Regions from separate parts of the Pan troglodytes genome. Here region 2 is linked to region 1. A link is a contact called in public Hi-C data. All regions are on one chromosome and are shown on one strand. Each heading gives the region's core, a stretch centred on a gene start, on an enhancer-like site or on the middle of the called end of the contact. The rest is flanking DNA. Distances are from core to core; before and after follow the strand shown. Region 1 holds the start of OLFM2 (olfactomedin 2). Region 2 holds the start of MRPL4 (mitochondrial ribosomal protein L4).

What was found. A called contact is a pair of places that touch in the nucleus more often than the background predicts.
Region 2: a Hi-C map of stem cell-derived neural progenitor cells shows a contact between it and region 1, with 5 times the contacts expected there. The contact joins the promoter of MRPL4 here to the promoter of OLFM2 in region 1. A contact is called at or near these places in 1 of 7 Hi-C or Micro-C datasets (stem cell-derived neural progenitor cells), 1 of 1 datasets of contacts at active chromatin or transcription factors (stem cell-derived excitatory neurons) and 1 of 1 other capture datasets (stem cell-derived neural stem cells).

What each region holds. Positions count from the first base shown.
Region 1 is chr20:12,662,587-12,667,040 of NHGRI_mPanTro3-v2.0_pri, forward strand. OLFM2 (olfactomedin 2) reads right to left here and starts at 2,318. Exons shown (of 6, transcript XM_003316100.5): 1 at 2,106-2,318. The coding sequence starts at 2,168.
Region 2 is chr20:12,974,519-12,978,972 of NHGRI_mPanTro3-v2.0_pri, forward strand. MRPL4 (mitochondrial ribosomal protein L4) reads left to right here and starts at 2,654. Exons shown (of 9, transcript XM_001164062.7): 1 at 2,654-3,047; 2 at 3,134-3,200; 3 at 3,288-3,438. The coding sequence starts at 2,991.

The DNA of each region.
Region 1 (4,454 bases), core at 1,068-3,567:
GGTGCCAGGCTTGGTGGGCCAACGCCAAGGGGGTGTATGGGGCGCCGAGACTGTTTCACAACCATGTAGTTCCCGCAGTGGCCGCCTGGAGGCACTGCAGCCCGCGGCAGGATTCCACCAGCCCCGCCCTAACGGATTACCTCATTTGGCCACGCCCCCGTTGTCCTTTAGCCCCGCCTCCACTGACCTCGTTAGTCCCGCCCCCAAAGCAACCCCCTCCCAGCCCTGGGGGCTGTAGGAGTCACCCTCCAATTGCAATTCTGGCAGCAAACTCTGGCATCCTAGCCAATCTTGGTGAGAAGCCAGAAAATCTAGTGCCCCCCTAGCAGGGGGTGGAGGAGAAGCCACAGGGGGTGGTTCTCTGTCTCCTCTGCTAGGTCAAGGATAATTCAACTTGATTCCTGGCTCATTTTTTTTCCACTGGTTTCTCAAGTGTGTGCCTCTTTTGGTCTCTCGTCTCCCAGGTGTGTCTCTTGGCTTCTCTCCGGCTCACACATCCATTGAGTACCTATTGTGTGTGTCCTCATGCCTGGGGCTGGGCACACTCCCTATCCCACCCAGCTCGTGGGTGCTGAGATGCGTGGGGAAATGGAGGAGCGAGGGAGGGGACCCCACAATCTCTCCTCGTGGCCTGGAAATCCTTCTATCTGGAGTCTAACCTCCATTCCTCCCAACACCCCCCTCGGGGTGAGCACAAGGGTCTGATTCTTTTCTTGATAAGGAGAAGGTGCCCAAATTGTTTCTCCCCTGCCTATCTACCTAAAAGCCCACCTAGCAATGTCTTCACGGACGCTGTCCACACCCATGGGGCGGATTATTTAACAAGAGGGTAATCGTGTGGGCTCAGGAGCCGGACTGCCTCGGTTCAGTCCCACCTCTGTCACTCTCGAGCTTGAGCAAGTGATTTAACTTTTCTGTGCCTCAGTTTCCCCATCCATAAAATGAGGTAACAATACCATGCTCTAGTAGGGAGGAGGCAGAGGGGGTTAAATGCCTTAGTCTGTGCTGTGTGATTGAAACAGCACCTCTCAAATTAGCACGTAATGAATGATCACTGTTATCATAATGACTATTTTATTATTTTTGATCCCAGCTCCCCTGTGAACTCCTACAGATCTGAGAACTTGGGGGTGCTCTCACTTCCAAGATGGAGGAGGAGAGGGGCTTTCCAATAGCAAAAGAGAGCGTGGACGCCCCACATTTTGCAAGCCTCCCTGAGCCTGCCCAAGAGAAAGGTGCCATGGGGAGGGAGACCTGCTTCTGTAAGGGTATGAATGGCGTGTGCGGTTGTGAGCAAGGCACCAAGACACACACACACACGTGCATGGATGGACACGTTTGCACACACACACACACCCTTTTAGAGTGATTTACCCAAAGGTACAGAATAGCACACGCTCACTCCAAGGCTCTCACACGGCCACACACCTGGCCACACACGTATTGTACAACACCCAGTCATCTGGAGCCAGTAATGAGGACACGGTCACACACAGACTCTGTCTCACGTACTGATCACACCCCAACTCAGGCACTAGTTGGACAAGCCCCCCAACCGCCACACACACAAACTCCCCCCGGTCACACCCAACCACGACACAAAGACACACACGTTTACCCTGCACCCCCACAGCATTTCACACGCGTCCCCGTCAGTCACTCTCACGTGAGTCCCGTCCCCTGCCCCACACTGGGGGCTGCAGGCGAGGAGTGGGGGGCTTCAGAAACTGGGCATCTCGGCCCCGAAGAGGAAGTCAAGGGTAAGCAACCGCCCCCCTCCAATGCCCCCTGAAGTTTCCCTCCCAACCCCATTCAGCTCCAGCGAGATGGCGGGGTGGGGGCTCGGGGCCATGGAGGGGTTGAGAATCCCAAAGACGCCACCCCCCAAACCAGCCCAGCTTGAGGCTGGATTTGAAGCCCCCCTTGTCCTCTCCCAAGCCAGAGAGTGCACGTCCCGGCCCCTCCCCCGCTGCGACCCCCGCCCCTCGCCGCCCTGCAGCTGGGGGGGCTTGTGGAGCCTCCCAACCCCGTTTCTCCGGGAACCCTCCGCGCCCCCCTCCTCTCCCGGAGCCACCCGCGCCCGCACCTGCCCGCCGGGCCCCTACCTGTCCGGCCAGGCCTGAGCACAGCAGCAGCAGCAGCGGCGGCGGGACCGTGAGCGGCCACATGACGCGCCCCCAGCCCGGCGTCCCGACCCCCGCCCGCCCTAGCGGCGCCTCGGCGCGGGGACCGCCACCAGGCGCGACCCCGCCCGCCCGGCCGGGGCGACCCTGCGCCGCCGCCTCCCCCGCCTCGCCGGCGGCCGGGATTCCGCCCCACCCCCGCCCCCTCGCTCGCTCCGAGTCTTTGTTGCGGGCTCCGCCCCCCGCCCCGCCCCCAGCTCCTCTTCTGGAGCAGCTCGAGCAGGGTCGGGTGGGGGGGTGAGGGGCGGGGAAGTGGGGGAGCCAGCCCCGGCGAGGGGACCTGAGGACAGGACTTGGCAGCGCCCCCCAACCCCCAGGCCATTCCGGGAGCGGGTCGCGGAGGTGGGGGGAGGGGTGCCCGTCACGTGTTTGTAAATTTCACCCTCCGGGGGCATTTCCCACGTTGCAGGTGGGACGGGGACGAATGGTTGGGGGAGAGGAATAGGAGGAAGGCCTGGTAGCAGAGAAGGGAAATGATGAACGCCCCCTCCCTAAAAACTCAACAGTCAACAGGGAAACTGAGGCAGAATCTGAAATTGGAAGTTGGAGGAGGGGTCAATGCCAGGACAAGAGGGGTGAGGCATAGATGGAGACGGGGAATAAGAGGAAAAAATTGAGGTTGGGGGGACAGGAGACCGAGAATCAGGCAAGAGGCCAATGGAAATGGCCACGTGGGTGGGCTTGGCCTCAAAAAGGGGCGTCTCGTTTTCACTCTCCCCGGGCGCCCCATTTCCCCACCAGTCCTCCCGCTGGAAGCCTCCCCGCCTCCGCCACACCTGGAAGACTTTCTCTTCGCTCCTGTTTCAATAGCCCAAGATGAAAGACCACATCCCCCGAGAGAATCAAAATATTAACACCGCCTCCACGCGAAGCCATTTGCATATGAAGGGCGTCCTTGTCTAGCCTCTCTTTCGGGAGGCTTTCCAGCCTTTCTCTGCCTCTCACTCCTCCAAAAGTGTCCCTAGGCCGGGCGCGGTGGCTCACGCCTGTAATCCCAGCAATTTGGGAGGCTGAGGAGGGTGGATCATCTGAGGTCAGGAGTTCAAGACCAGCCTGGCCAATATGGCAAAACCCCACCTCTACTAAAACATACAAAAATTAGCCGGGCGTGGTGGTGCATGCCTGGAATCCCAGCTACTCGGGAGGCTGAGACAGGAGAATCGCTTGAACCTGGGAGGCAGAGGTTGCAGTGAGCAGAGATCGTGCCATTGCACTCCAGCCTGGGCAACAGGAGCAAAACTTGTCTCAAAAAAAAAAAAAAAAAAAAAAAGTGTCCCTAGTCGTCTTTCCTCCCCACAGCCCCTCTAGGGATTCGGATATATGTAGGCAGAGGTGGAGGAGGGGGGCGGGCAAATAAGTCAGACTAGAAAGAAATCGGGCATAAAATATGCGAGGCCAGGAAGCCTGGCATTTTTGTGACCCTGATACTGTTGGGCTAGGAGGGGTCTCCCCAGACGCTGGTGGGGCCTCGACCCCAGCTGGTGTCCAGGCTCTTAACACCGTCGCAAGAATGAATTCAAGGAGGAATCAGAAAATCATGAAAAGTTCGGAGATTTTTTTGTTAAGGGAAAAGTCCACACTTGAGAAAAGGGAGTGGGCGTACTTAAGAGAGAGAGATGGGCAAGGTGGTTTGGGACTGCTACCTTTATGTGTCTCTTTTTTTTTTTTTTTGAGACAAAGTCTCGCTCTGTCACCCAGGCTGGAGTGCAGTGGTGTGATCTCGGCTCACTGCAACCTCTGCCTCCCGGGTTCAAGCAATTCTCCTGCCTCAGCCTCCTGAGTAGCTGGGATTACAGGTGTGCGCCATCACAGCCGGCTAATTTTTTGTGTTTTTAGTAGAGACGGGGTTTCACCATATTGGCCAGGCTGGTCTCAAACTCCTGACCTCGTGATCCACCCGCCTTGGCCTCCCAAAGTGCTGAGATTACAGGCGTGAGCCACCACAACAGGCCACTGTGTATCTCTTTAACCAAGGGACGGAATATTCATGAAAACTGGAAAAAGGTGGACTGTGGTGCCACCCATTTTTACACCAAATTTGGGTGTCCCTGGAACTGTCAAGGGCGCTGGTGGGTGGGTAATTTTAGTATTTTAATGAGTGCATAATGAGATCCTAGGTGAAACCTAGGTAGAATGTAACACCATGTTGGGTCCAGTAGGTCTTAGCCAGCTTGGTCCACACCCTGGTTTTCAGGATCTTATCAGCCCGTAGCCTCTAGTCATGTGAAACGGCTGCCTGTGACCACCCTGGATCATTCCTGTCTCAACCCT
Region 2 (4,454 bases), core at 1,404-3,903, 310 kb after region 1:
CTTTTTTTTTTTTTTTTTTTTTTGAGACAGAGTCTCACTCGTTGCATGGGCTGGAGTGCGGTGCGGGATCTCGGCTCACTGCAACCTCTGCCTCCCGGGTTGAAGCGATTCTCCTGCGTCAGCCTCCCGAGTAGCTGGGATTACAGGTGCCCGCCACTACGCCCAGCTAATTTTTTTGTATTTTTAGTAGAGATAAGGTTTCACCATGTTGGCCAGGCTGGTCTCGAACTCCTGACTCGTGATTCGCCCACCTTGGCCTCCCAAAGTGCTGGGATTACAGGCGTGAGCCACTGCACCCGGCCACATTTTTTTTTTTTTTTTTTGAGACAGGATCTTAGTCTGTCACCCAGGCTGGAGTACAGTGGCGTGAACATGGCTCACTGCAGCCTCAATCTCTTCGGTTCAGGTGATCCTTCTGCCTTAGCCTCCCCATTAGCTGGGACCACAGGCATATACCATCACACCTAGCTAATTTTTAAATTTTTGGTAGAGGCCAGGCGCGGTGGCTCACGCCTGTAATCCCAGCACTTTGGGAGGCCGAGTCGGGTGGATCACCTGAGGTCGGGAGTTCGAGACCAGCCTGGCCAAAATGGTGAAACCCTGTCTCTACTAAAAATAAAAAATAAAAATAAAAATAAAAATAAAAATTAGCTGGGCGTAGTGGCGGGCGCCTGTAATCCCAGCTACTCGGGAGGCTGAGGCAGGAGAATCGCTTGAACCCGGGAGGCGGAGGTTGCAGTGAACCAAGATCGCGCTACTGCACTCCAGCCTGGGCAACAGAGTGAGATTCTGTCTCAAAAAAAAAAGAATAATAATGCTATTTATTGACTTTTCACCTTGTACCAGGCATGGGAAGCTTTGCCTCCATTACGTCACTGAAATCTCATAACCTCCTTTTCCAGCAGAGGAAAATGAGGTTGGTTCACAGACCACGTTGTCAGCTGTGCTCTGTCCAGAACGCACTGGCCTCCAAGTAGACAGCCCTGGACTGGTAGGGAAGCCGGCTATGATCCGGTGGCGCCCCCTGGAGGTCTATCGGGAACATGGTAAAGAACCTAAAAATGGGTGGGCCACAGTAGCTCATGCCTGTAATCCCAGCATTTTGGGGGACCAATGCGGGAGAATTGCTTGAGCCCAGGAGTTCAAGACCAGCCTGGGCAACATTGGGAGACCCACCCCCCGCCATCTCTACAAAAAAAAAAAAAAAATTAGGCCGGGCGCGGTGGCTCAGGCCTGTAATCCCAGCACTTTGGGAGGCCGAGGCGGGTGGATCACCTGAGGTCAGGAGTTCAAGACCAGCCTGGCCAACGTGGTGCCACACTGTCTCTAATAAAAACACGAAAATTAGGGCCGGGCTCGGTGGCTCACGCCTGTAATCCCAGCACTTTGGGAAGCCGAGGCGGGCGGATCACGAGGTCAGGAGATTGAGACCATCCTGGCTAACACGGTGAAACCCCCTCTCTACTAAAAATACAAAAAGTTAGCCGCGCGTGGTGGCGGGCGCCTGTAGTCCCAGCTACTCGGTAAGCTGAGGCAGGGAATCGCTTGAACCCGGGAGGCCGAGATGTGCGATCTCGCACCACTGCACTCCGGCCTGGGCGACAGAGCGATACTCCATCTCAAAATACAAATACAAAATAAAAAAATACAATACAAAAATGAGCCGGGCTTGCGCACCTGTAGACCAGCTACTCAGGAGACAGAGGCAGGAGAATCCCTTGAGCTCTGGAGGTCGAGGCTGCAGTAAGCCATGATCTTGCCCATTGCACTCCAGCCTGGGCGACAGAGGAAGACCTTGTCTCTAAAAACCAAAACAAAGAAACTAAAAATAAGCATTCGGATTTGTTAGGGGGCGACAAGGGAGGCAGTCCAGGATCTGTGGACTCCCCACTTTGTTCTGTCCTTGGAGAGCCCTGGAAGGTCTGAGAGGGGACGGGACCTGGTTTAAAGGGGTAGGGGAGAGGACCCTGGTCTAGGGGGTAAGGGACACAAATACCTAATCTGAGGGGTTTCGGGGGGACATGGCCCTGCCCTGGGGAATCTAAACTGGGAGGCATGGTCTGGCAGGCCCAATCCTGAAGGCTTTCTGAGGGCAATAAGGCCCTGCCTTTAAACAAATGAAAAAACGCCAGGCACGGTGGCTCACGCCTGTAATCCCAGCACTTTGGAAGGCTGAGGCGGGCGGATCACGAGGTCAGGAGATCGAGACCATCCTGGCTAACGCGGTGATACCCGTCTCTACTAAAAATACAAAAAATTAGCCAGGCGTGGTGGCGGGCGCCTGCAGTCCCAGCTACTCGGGAGGCTGAGGCAGGAGAATGGCGTGAACCTAGTAGGCGGAGCTTGCAGTGAGCCGAGATCGCGCCACTGCACTCCAGCCTGGGCAACAGAGCAAGACTCCGTCTCAAAAAACAACAACAACAACAACAACAACAACAAAACAAATAAAAAAACAAAACCACATAACTGGATAAAGAAAAAACCATCTCCGACAGCCTTGGAGGCGGGATGAAGGCGTGGCCCGGTGGGCGTGACCAACAGCAAAAGTTTAAGCGTTATTGGCTGTATTCCTTAGTTGCTCGCTCCAGAACTGCCCACTTATGGGCGGGGGTCACTCCTTCAGGCTTAACAGTCATTGGCTGAATTGGGCCAGAGAGGTCTCATTGGCTGAATTCCTGCACCGGCTCGTCGGAGGCGGGACCCAAAGTATGCTAGGCCTACGGAAGCTGGGTCTTCTTGCTGTGAGGTCGCGTTCCCCAGTGTTACGGAGGGTCCTTGAGGCAGGAGTGAAAATTGGATCTGGGGGTTAGTCCTGGGGTGGAGGTCTGGGCACGCCGGGTCGGACCCCCTCCATCTTCGGTTTTGCACACCCCGCTTTCCAGCGCGGAGTCGCGGCGGGTAGGGCGGCGTCGCGTGCGTGACGTCATCCAGCGGCGCCTCGCGAGGCTCCAGTGGCCTTGACCTCCCGCGGCGTGGGAGGCTGCGCGGCGATGCTGCAGTTGGTCCGGGCCGGGGCGCGGGCCTGGCTTCGGCCTACCGGCTGCCAGGTGAGGCCAGGGGCTGGAGGCGTGGTCGAAGGATGAAATTTGGGGGTGTCCAGGGGTCGTCTCTCACTTTCGCCCAACCCTTGCAGGGCCTGAGTTCCCTGGCGGAAGAGGCAGCGCGTGCGACCGAGAACCCGGAGCAGGTGGCGAGCGAGGGTAAGGCAACCGGGGTGGCTCCAGGAAGGGCGGCGACAGAGAGGTCTGACCCTTGACCCTAACCTCTGACCCCCGCAATCGCTCCAGGTCTCCCGGAGCCCGTGCTGCGCAAAGTCGAGCTCCCGGTACCCACTCATCGACGCCCAGTGCAGGCCTGGGTCGAGTCCTTGCGGGGCTTCGAGCAGGAGCGCGTGGGCCTGGCCGACCTGCACCCCGATGTTTTCGCCACCGCGCCCAGGTGAGCGAGGGCTGTAATGGTGAACTGAGTGGCAGAGGGATGAAGAGCGGGATTTCAGGAGTCACGATGACTTTGGGCTTGTACCCTTGGGAAAGTGCTGAATTTCTACAGCCTCCGTTTCTCCACCTGTCAAAGGGGAACGATGACAAAACTGTAGCGCTGTGTGAGATTGAAGCCTGAGAGGTGACATCATCTAAGGGTTAGGGAGACAGAATTCTGGAGCCCGACTGATTAGGTTCAAATCCTGCCTTCCCCTCTTGTCCCTCAGTGTCCCTATTTTGTCAGCGGTCGGGAGGTTGCTGTCATGAATAAATGACTTAATTCTGGCACATAATAAGTTCTATAGAAATGTTGATAATCTTTGTTAACTGGTTTTTGCAAATAAGAGCACTAAAAAGACTAAACCATTCCTCGGTGCCTGGAAGAGGCTGTTTGCATTTTAGTTACCCTGCTGTTCATAACATCTCTAAGAAAATGTAGGGGCCACCCTGGGCGCAGTGGCTCACGCCTGTAATCCCAGCACTTTGGGAGGCCAAGGCGGGCGGATCACGAGGTCAGGAGATCGAGACCATCCTGGCTAACATGGTGAAACCCCGTCTCTACTAAAAATACAAAAAAAAAAAAATTAGCCGCGCGTGGTGGCGGGCGTCTGTAGTCCCAGGTACTCTGGAGGCTGAGGCAAGAGAATGGCGTGAACCCGGGAGGCGGAGCTTGCAGTGAGCCGAGATCGCGCCACTGCACTCCATCCTGGGCAACACTCTGTCTCAAAAAAAAAAAAAAAAAAAAGAAAGAAAAGAAAATGTAGGGGCCAGTTACTGTGGCTCACATCTGTAATCCCAGCACATTGGGAGGCCGAGGTGGGCGGATCACTTGAAACCAGGAGTTGCAGACCAGCCTGGCCAACATGGTGAAACCCCGTCTCTACTAAAAATACAAAAATTAGCCGGACGTCTTAGTGCAAGCCTGTAGTCCCAGCTACTCAGGAGGCTGAGGCATGAGAATCGCTTGCACCTGGG